Linked DNA regions of Sus scrofa: regions 2 and 3 are each linked to region 1. A link is a contact called in public Hi-C and HiChIP or PLAC-seq data. All regions are on one chromosome and are shown on one strand. The core of a region is the stretch at or near the end of the contact, and the rest is flanking DNA. Distances in the headings are between cores, read along the strand shown. Region 1 holds the start of ZNF503 (zinc finger protein 503). Region 2 overlaps LOC106507128. Region 3 overlaps LRMDA (a long non-coding RNA gene).

Region 1 (2,672 bases), core at 127-2,626:
GCGCCTCCCCTCTTCCTTCCAAACAGCCCGAGTGACGGTGCAAATCGAGGGGAACGCGGCAGTCCCGCTCCGCTTCCCTGGAAGAGCCAGTGTTCCCACAGGCAGCCACTCCCTCCCTCTCTCGTTCCTTCTTTCTGCTTTCTCTGAGCAGGTCAGTCCCGGCTCGGCGTTCCAATAAATTCTAGCGGGCAGAGGGGAGTAACACCGGCTATCTAGCCTGCGGGGATGGCGCAAGGTGAAGGAAGGGTTGAGGAGGGGGCATGAGTGAGCCTGAAATGTATCTCTCCCAAACACACACGGTCAGGCCTCTTCTTTGTAGCCTCCTAGCCCTAGCCACGATTGTGGAGACGTCAAAGAATTGAGGCTAGGGGTACCCCATCATTGACCTCCAGGACTCAAGGTTATATTGGTGGTGTGGCTCTTAGAAGTCTCCGAGTTTAGGGTCCCGGCACTACGCGGGGTGGGGTCCGCGGCAGGGCAGCCTAAAGACTGAACGCTACACGTCCAGGAGGGACTATCTTGACTGGGGGCTGGGGGTAGGGGTGGAAATCTCCCGTGTTAGACGTCGCCACCGCCCGTCTCGATACCCGGAGCGGCTCCTAACTCCGCGGCCCCAATGGACAGGAAACCCAGAGGTGGAAGGGTGTACCTATCTCCGATATCGAAAGGAACGAGGCGCACACCCCAGGCCAGAGCACCCCTCCCGGCGCCCTGGGCGCACCTGCGCACTTTACTCTCACTATTCATTTTCCCGACACTGAGCGTCTTTCTCCTCTTCCATTCTTTTTCTTAGAGCCCCCAGCTCTCATCCCAGGAGGCTGCTCCTCTTTCCCCCTCTTCCAATTCCCCCTCGGTCTCTTCCTCTCCGTCTCTCTCTCCCTCTTTTTCCCTTCAAGTCGCACCCGCCTTGTAATCAGCAACAAAAGCTGACATAAATCACCGGCGGATTGACAAGAGCTGACAAATAACTGATTGATTGCGGTCGAGGAACATTGACAATTGATGGAGGGGTGGAGATGCCCAAAGAACTGGTGGGGAGGGGGGAGAAGAAGAGAGGGTGGCAGGGGAGAGTAAGAATGGGGGGGGGCGCTGAGTGTGAAACAGAGGAAACATGTGACCCCCGCTCCTGCCCCAATCTGCGCATCCCCGGGCGTCACGTGGCCGGGAAGGGCGGGGAGCCTAGCACACCCAGCGGAGACGTGCCTCCACCGCCTCCTCTTCCCACCTGACTTCTGGTTTCTCCGCCGCCGAATCTCAAGAAATCAAAGCGGGCGGGCAGCCGGACCAACTCCAACGCCTGCTCCCCACCTTTCCTTACCCAGGCGGCCGCACCGCAATTGATTTCAGTTACTGAGGAGGAGGAGAGAATATTTACTGTGTGCGCCCCCTGTGCGTCCCTGGAGTTGACAGTCCGGCTGTGGTCCAGATTCCTGCCGGAGCTCCTTACGAACACCCTCAATCTATTCCTCATACGCACCCTCCTGCAAAAGGTTTCAGTTTATTCTCGAGCTGGGGAAAGGAAGGACGACGAGGAAGAAAAAAGAGGGAGGCGGCAGATAGCAAACGTAGAATAAATGTCCAGCTCGTCCTCCGAGCGAAATCAAGGGAGGGGACACGCAGGGGGAGAGGCGAAGTGGGAGCTGCCCATTAAAACCAGTGCTGAGAGTCCTGGCGGCGGCGGCAGCAGCGGCGCGGGACGCGTCACATCCCCTTGACCCTCCAATCACCTCGGGCTCCCATTTGATTGGAAGGCGGCAAAGGCTTTAATCTCCCCCTCGGTGCAGCTGCTTTTGAAGTGAGTTTCCTCGCCAGAGCCCCGGCTGGACAGGCAGCGGCTCACATCGCAGAGCGCAGCGCCAGCGCCGGGCCGCGAGTGCGCAGCGCAGGGGCACAGCCCGAGGCGGATACGGCGAGCCACCCGGCACTCCCGCAGTCGGGCCGGCTCCTCCCGCTCGGCCACGGCTCCGCTGCGGGCCACCCAGGATTATTCGCTTCTGGCTCCAGGCGCCGAGAAGGCGCGCTGGGCGCCGGTGGCCGCCTCGCCAGCTCCTCCTGCTGCTCCTGCTCCCCGGGCGAGCGCGCAGCCCCGAGCCCGCCCCGCGCCTCGCGGAGCCCTCCCCCCGCTGCTCCCATGCGCGCGGGTGGGTCATGAGCACAGCGCCCTCGCTTTCTGCCCTAAGAAGCAGTAAGCACAGCGGCGGCGGCGGCGGCAGCAGTGCGGACCCTGCCTGGACCAGCGCGCTCTCTGGAAATAGCTCCGGCCCCGGCCCAGGCTCGTCCCCGGCCGGCAGCACCAAGCCTTTTGTGCACGCCGTGCCCCCCTCTGACCCTCTCCGCCAGGCTAACCGCCTGCCTATCAAGGTGCTGAAGATGCTGACCGCACGGACTGGCCACATTTTGCACCCCGAATACCTGCAGCCCTTGCCTTCCACTCCTGTCAGCCCCATAGAGGTAAAGACCCTATCCCCGGATCGCGCTGGGACCACCACCCGGCTGCTGCTCTCGGGATCTGGGGGTTGGAAGGTGGGGGTATCGGAGTGATTCAGCTTCGGGATGGGGGGAGAGGATAGTGCTCCCGCACCTTAAAACTAGGGTGGAAAGGGGGGAGGAGGTAGAACGGGGTGTGAATGCTGAGAGACAAGGCAGCCAAAACTTGTTTCTCCCTTTGGTAT
Region 2 (2,672 bases), core at 79-2,578, 89 kb after region 1:
GGCCCAACCGCTCCCAACCCAGCAGCCTCCCAGCCTCAGCCAGGAAAGCCTACTGCCCAGTGGCTCAGACCTCTGACCTTCTGCTCTGCAATGTTTCCTGGCATCTGCCCACCCTCCCCAGGAGCTGGACAAGTGGGTCAGGGAGGAACAGCCCTTCCCCCCCAGCTGAGCCTGGGACTCCTCTCCAGGACAATTCTCTCCCCTGGGACTAGGGGGTCAAGCTGCTCTTGGAGACATGACCTCAGAGATGTGCAGCAAGGGCCCTGGCCCAATTTATCACCGCGGGGCTATAATTAGGTTTGTTAACATACAGTCGAGTGTAGTCTTGTTGACTAGGAACTTAATCACGTTACTATTGAGTTCCTGAACGCATGGCTCGGGGTGACTGTTTTACTCGTAGAGTTATAGCCCAGCCCAACGGGAGGAAATTAGCTTTGGACACAAGTTTGGAGGGGGGGGTTCTTTTTCCTCTTGACTTTGTCTCCCTCTCCCCCCTTCCATGTGAAAATATTTAGCAAACAGTGACAATGATGAAAAACAGTAGGAAACAAAATGTTCTACATTAGTATAAAACATGAAAAATGCAGCAAGGACCCTTAGCGGTACAACATGTGTTATGCTGGCTGGCAGTCCATTAGCTCTGATAGACATTTCACTTACCTAAGTCAAATATAACAGTCTAGTATTCATTAATATAAGAAGGGGCTGTGGAATCAGAGCTACCATCTGGCTGGGCCGACAGAATAATCTACAACTCATGATTAGGTCTAAGGAGTGGGGTTTCACTTTAATCTTTCTCATTGCTCGAAATTTCCATCTGCGCAGTTCGGCACATCATTTTTCTTCAAGACAAATGTGCTGTTTTTCATGTTCCAAAATTAGATCAGAAGAAAACGATTAATCATGTCACGGCCTGGGAAAGGAAACAAAGCTCCGATATTCTGCTCTCCCCTCTCCACCCCACCCGCCCCTCCCTGGCCCCGGACGGTTGCAAGTTTCGCTCCCCCCCCTCCAGCCTCTGGGTTTTCTGCACAACTTTTGGAGACGCCACCGCCAGCCGAGAGGAGGAGGGTGGGACTGGAGGGAGAGGGCGCCGGCCGGGCTTGAGGAGAGAGTTGGGGGCGCCCTGGGTCCCCAGCTTGGGTGCGCCCTGCCGCCCCCCCCCCCCCGGGCCCTCAAGGGTCACCCTGGGCTGGCCCACACCATCCGCCACGGGAACCGCCGAGTGCCGGCGCTGGGCGCTGCCGTAGGCCCAGAGTGACCCAAAGGGCTGCGTGCCTCCCTCCCGCGTCCCCTCCCGCGGCCGCCACAGCCCTGTCTGTCAGCCGGCTCGCAAGTCATAACAAATCCCTGGCGCGGAGCTGAAGCTGAGCATTTGCCGGAGCGTCACGGGGATGATGAATGACCCGCAGGCCTTTGAAGTGCTCTGCCAGTTCAGCTGGGTCCGCGGTGCTGACAGAGAAATATACACAACAGCGTAACCAATAATGAGAACATTAAACATTCCTGCGCCGTGACAGGCTGACAGAAAAACCCAGGCTCCCATCAATCATCGCGCAGATAGAACCTTGACAATTGGCCCCTCACTGATACCCGCGGTCACCTTGCCCTCTCCACCGCTCGCCCTCGCCCTCGCCCTCGCCCTCGCGCAGGCTCTCCCTCCTCTTCCTCCCTCCAGTTTTCCTCTTTCTTTCCCTCCTGCCTCCCCCAGCCTTCCGCTCTGCTCCCTCCTGCTTCTCTCCCCTCCCCTTCCCCTCTTTCCCTCCCTCGCCTCCTCCTCTCGGGTCCCCTGCCCTCTTGCACTGCCTTCTGAGCCTCTCAGAGGTCAAGTGAGGTTTCAGCCACTTGCATTTTGTTAGGTCGCCCCTGCCCGAAACAGGAGATGCTGCACCCGAGTGAGAAGTGTGAAATCTTCAAGTTTCTATTTAACACTGTGTGGCTTTTAACCAGATGCAAAAAATAATAACACCATCACTGTATAGAAAGCTTCACTTGGAAATGTTCAAAGTCTAAAGCAAGGCTCTTGAGGAAAGTGAGGCCCACATGAACCCCGTTCTCCCTCCTTGGGGGGGAGGGGCCCTTTCTGGATGCTTGCTGTGTGACTTTGGCAAGGGAAGCTTCTCTTTGTGCCAGCCTCTGCCTCTTTCTTTTCAGCTGGGCCTATCTGACGGGATCTGATTTCTGATCTGTCTGAAAGGGGAAAAAAAAACAGAAAAGAAACGCAAAGATCTCTTCCTTTTCCTCCAACAGGAAATGAAATCTGCCCAGATAAAGCCTATTGGATGGACCTTCACCCTGATGCCTGAAGAGCTGCCAGGGACCTCTTAGCCATTCTCTGGACCTGCAAGGGCTCCCAGCAGAACTTGGTTTGGCCCTATTTTCCTGAGCTGAGCTTCTATTTCCACCTTGCCAAGGTGGGGCATCCCCCGCCCTCACACAGACAAATGACCCCTGCCAGGCCCACTTCCCGCTGGCCAGCAGGGGCTCTTGAGAAGGGCCTTGGGCTCCTGGTAAGAAGCCAGGGTCCCAGTCCCACCATGAGCACTGAGGCAACTCCATAATTTTCTTAGACCTCTATTTCTTCATCTACCACATGGGAGCAGAAGACCCTACATCAGGGCTCCTACAGGTCTTTTTAACTTCTCCAGAGGCAAAGGCTTATTTTTCTCCTT
Region 3 (2,672 bases), core at 115-2,614, 69 kb before region 1:
TGGCCAGGATTTCAAGCAAGAGAGGACTTGGATCAGAAGGTGCCTCCAGATAACGCCTGCTCTGTCAGCAAGGTCTGGAGCAGAGAAGAGATGGGGGCAGGCAGAGCAACAGAGATGCCTCAGCAACTCTGGAAGGTACACAACATGAACTTCAATGTGATCCTGGGAGGTTGGCAGGATGGTGACACGCCAGGAACTGAGATAAAGGAGACAGGAACAAATGTGGGGAGGGAGCCAGTGAAATCCGCTTTGGATGGCTGAGTTTGCAACATATTTAGGGCAGGAAGGCAGGGCAGAGCCTACCCCCACCCCCATCTCAAGCTGTTGATACACCCCCTCTCGCTGAGCTTGGTTCCACACTGCTCCACACGGCTCCCTTTGCTGAGGGAGGAACACGCAAGGCCAAGCTGGTAAAGCAAACGAGATTTATCAAGGCATCAGAGGGGCACGGGCTGAGCTCAAGATGGCGCCAGCTCTGTGAGGAGATGTTAGGCTTACAAAGGATCTGTGGAGGGAACTCGTGGCTGGATGGAGTTCTTGGCGGGAACTTGTGGCAGGAAATACGAAGAAGGAGGGGACGGTCAAGGGAGGGGTAGGGGGTCGAGTCCCATGACAAAGGGCAGTTAATCCTTGTGGGAGGTTAATCTATGCAGGCAGTTGTTTTCCGAAGGCCATTGTTTCTTGCTCCCCAACTTGAGAATCCACATTCTAGGAGAGGGTGTCCACAGTAAGTCTCCAAGGTGAGTAGCCACATTTTGGGGTTGGGGAGGGGTGTCTGTCTCCATCCTCCTGGGAACCTATCACACACACGTGTTCTCAATTCCCATTTGGGGTATCACGTTCATAAGCAGTGGTTTTTTTTTTTTTTTAAATTTAACCTATTCTGAGGCCGCTACAACCAACCATCTTAACCCTCACAGGACAGTCTTGAAACAAAAAGCCAGTAAGTAGGAAGAAGCCTTGACTCACGTCACTTTCAGTTGAGATCCCAGTCACTCCCCCAAGGCTGGCCTCCCATTTCCATTCAGATGGGCCAGACTTGAGAATTCTGACGTGGCCAGAACATTCTTCTGTTTGCAAATTGAGAAAGTTCAAGCAAGAGTCAAGCACGTGAGAAAGGAGTGGGGTGGGGGAGGGCAGCCCTCAGAATGCTGTGGTCTTGGACCACTTAAAGAAAAACATCATCAAAACTCACTTTCAACACCCACACCTCCTTTCAGAAGGAGAAAAACATTAAAAAGCACTGCTTATTGGAAAAGAAAGTTGTATAAATCATTTTATTTCGTGCTCCATCATTTACTCAGCACAGGCTTCAGTGGCACCTCCTGATTAGGTTTAATTTTAAGCCTGCGAGAACACCACAAACCATATTGTCAGAGAAAGTTCCATTTCTCTCCAAGCCTGATGGGCGACTATTGTAATGTAAAACCCTGGGATTTAAATAACACAAGCGGATTCTATTATGAGAAGAAAGGTTTATATTTTGGAGTCGGTTTACTTCAAAGGAGCCTGGATACCAAACCATGAATTACCTGAAACAATGGGCTTCAATGATCAGCTCTTTGCCTGTTGCTTTGGGGGCGGAGGCTACTTTACTTGCCTAACGACCAGGACTTGGTGATCCAATTATTTCTGGAAGCAGTCCCGGGTTCTCAAAATTAATACTGTTTAGGAAAACTGGAAGCCGGAGGAAACGTGGCTTACCCCCAGAATGGCCCCTATCCCTTCACTAGATTGTTCTCCAGGGCCTTGGCTCTCCACAACTGACCTCAACTACCCAAAATCCATGATAATATCCAGAGAGAGCTTCCTAAGAGGGCTTGACGCTCAGAGGAGAATCATCTCCAAGAGACACAAAGGGAGGACAATTAGGACTAAAGGGAAAAAAACCTGTTGGGCTTCGAGGCCTCCTCAAGGAGATAGAACTCAAAGCCTCTGGCCAAGACAAGAATTATTAGACCCTTATCCTCACCCCACCCTTCTCAGTGTAATGCTCCTTCCCCACCTTGAGGAACCTGGCCTACTCTCCGCCACCTCCTAAGAAAAGTATGTGGCCCATCCCTCAGCATGCCCCTATAAGGGCATTATAGGCCTCCCCCAACCAATGAGCCGGTGTATCCTAAGACCCCTCTTTCCCCAACCAATTAGCAGGTAATTGGGCATATTGTGAGACCACTCTTATTGCGAGGTTATAAAAAACAGACATGACCATGATAATCGGCTCTCCCTGATTATCAGGAAGTCTGCCTGCTGTGTTAATAGCATCTCTCGCCTCAGTAACTTATCTTTTCTTCACTTGGCTTCAGATCCAGAAAATTCTCCTTTCAGACCTGCATTTACAGACCACAACAAGGCCTAAGAGTTTATAGCCTCCTAGACCTTCAGAACACACCACCACCACCACCAGCACCCACCAGAACTGCCCACATGACCTCTTATGAGGTCCCACTCTCTCCAAGGACCCCATCAGCCATGTGGGAATCTTATTCTGATATCCCCGATGACATTTACGGTCTCTTACAAGATATTTTTGAATATAACTGTATGCTAGAGATAAAAGAATGAGTTTTCACCTCTCTATGAGCCCTAGTCTGACTGGTAGACAGCACCATGAGGCAACACCAGGAGGCAAGGACTGACAGACAATCAAGAACAATTTCCTACAGGAAGTG

The links. A called contact is a pair of places that touch in the nucleus more often than the background predicts. HiChIP or PLAC-seq counts read pairs in DNA pulled down with a chosen protein or histone mark.
Region 2: a contact with region 1 is called in an H3K27ac HiChIP or PLAC-seq map of skeletal muscle. The contact joins the enhancer-like site here to the promoter of ZNF503 in region 1. A contact is called at or near these places in 5 of 47 Hi-C or Micro-C datasets (alveolar macrophages, embryonic fibroblasts, fibroblasts and 2 more) and 1 of 2 datasets of contacts at active chromatin or transcription factors (skeletal muscle).
Region 3: a Hi-C map of epiblast stem cells shows a contact between it and region 1, with 2.1 times the contacts expected there. The contact joins the enhancer-like site here to the promoter of ZNF503 in region 1. A contact is called at or near these places in 3 of 47 Hi-C or Micro-C datasets (epiblast stem cells, fibroblasts and liver) and 1 of 2 datasets of contacts at active chromatin or transcription factors (skeletal muscle).

The regions. Positions count from the first base shown.
Region 1 is chr14:77,927,458-77,930,129 of Sscrofa11.1, reverse strand. It overlaps ZNF503 (zinc finger protein 503), which reads left to right and starts at 1,376. Exons shown (of 2, transcript XM_021073148.1): 1 at 1,376-2,451. The coding sequence starts at 2,149. It overlaps LOC106506044 (a long non-coding RNA gene), which reads right to left and starts at 710. Exons shown (of 3, transcript XR_001301017.2): 1 at 1-710.
Region 2 is chr14:77,838,492-77,841,163 of Sscrofa11.1, reverse strand. The region is part of intron 4 of LOC106507128; the gene reads right to left. Among named protein-coding and RNA genes, the nearest start is that of COMTD1, 53 kb to the right of the region's middle. Within about 2 kb of position 1,328, at least 51 of the 83 cell types and tissues checked have an H3K27ac peak or open chromatin away from gene starts, as enhancers often do. A contact at or near this core is called in skeletal muscle, where this site is marked.
Region 3 is chr14:77,995,958-77,998,629 of Sscrofa11.1, reverse strand. The region is part of intron 2 of LRMDA (a long non-coding RNA gene); the gene reads right to left. Among named protein-coding and RNA genes, the nearest start is that of LRMDA, 39 kb to the right of the region's middle. Within about 2 kb of position 1,364, at least 8 of the 83 cell types and tissues checked have an H3K27ac peak or open chromatin away from gene starts, as enhancers often do. A contact at or near this core is called in epiblast stem cells, where this site is marked.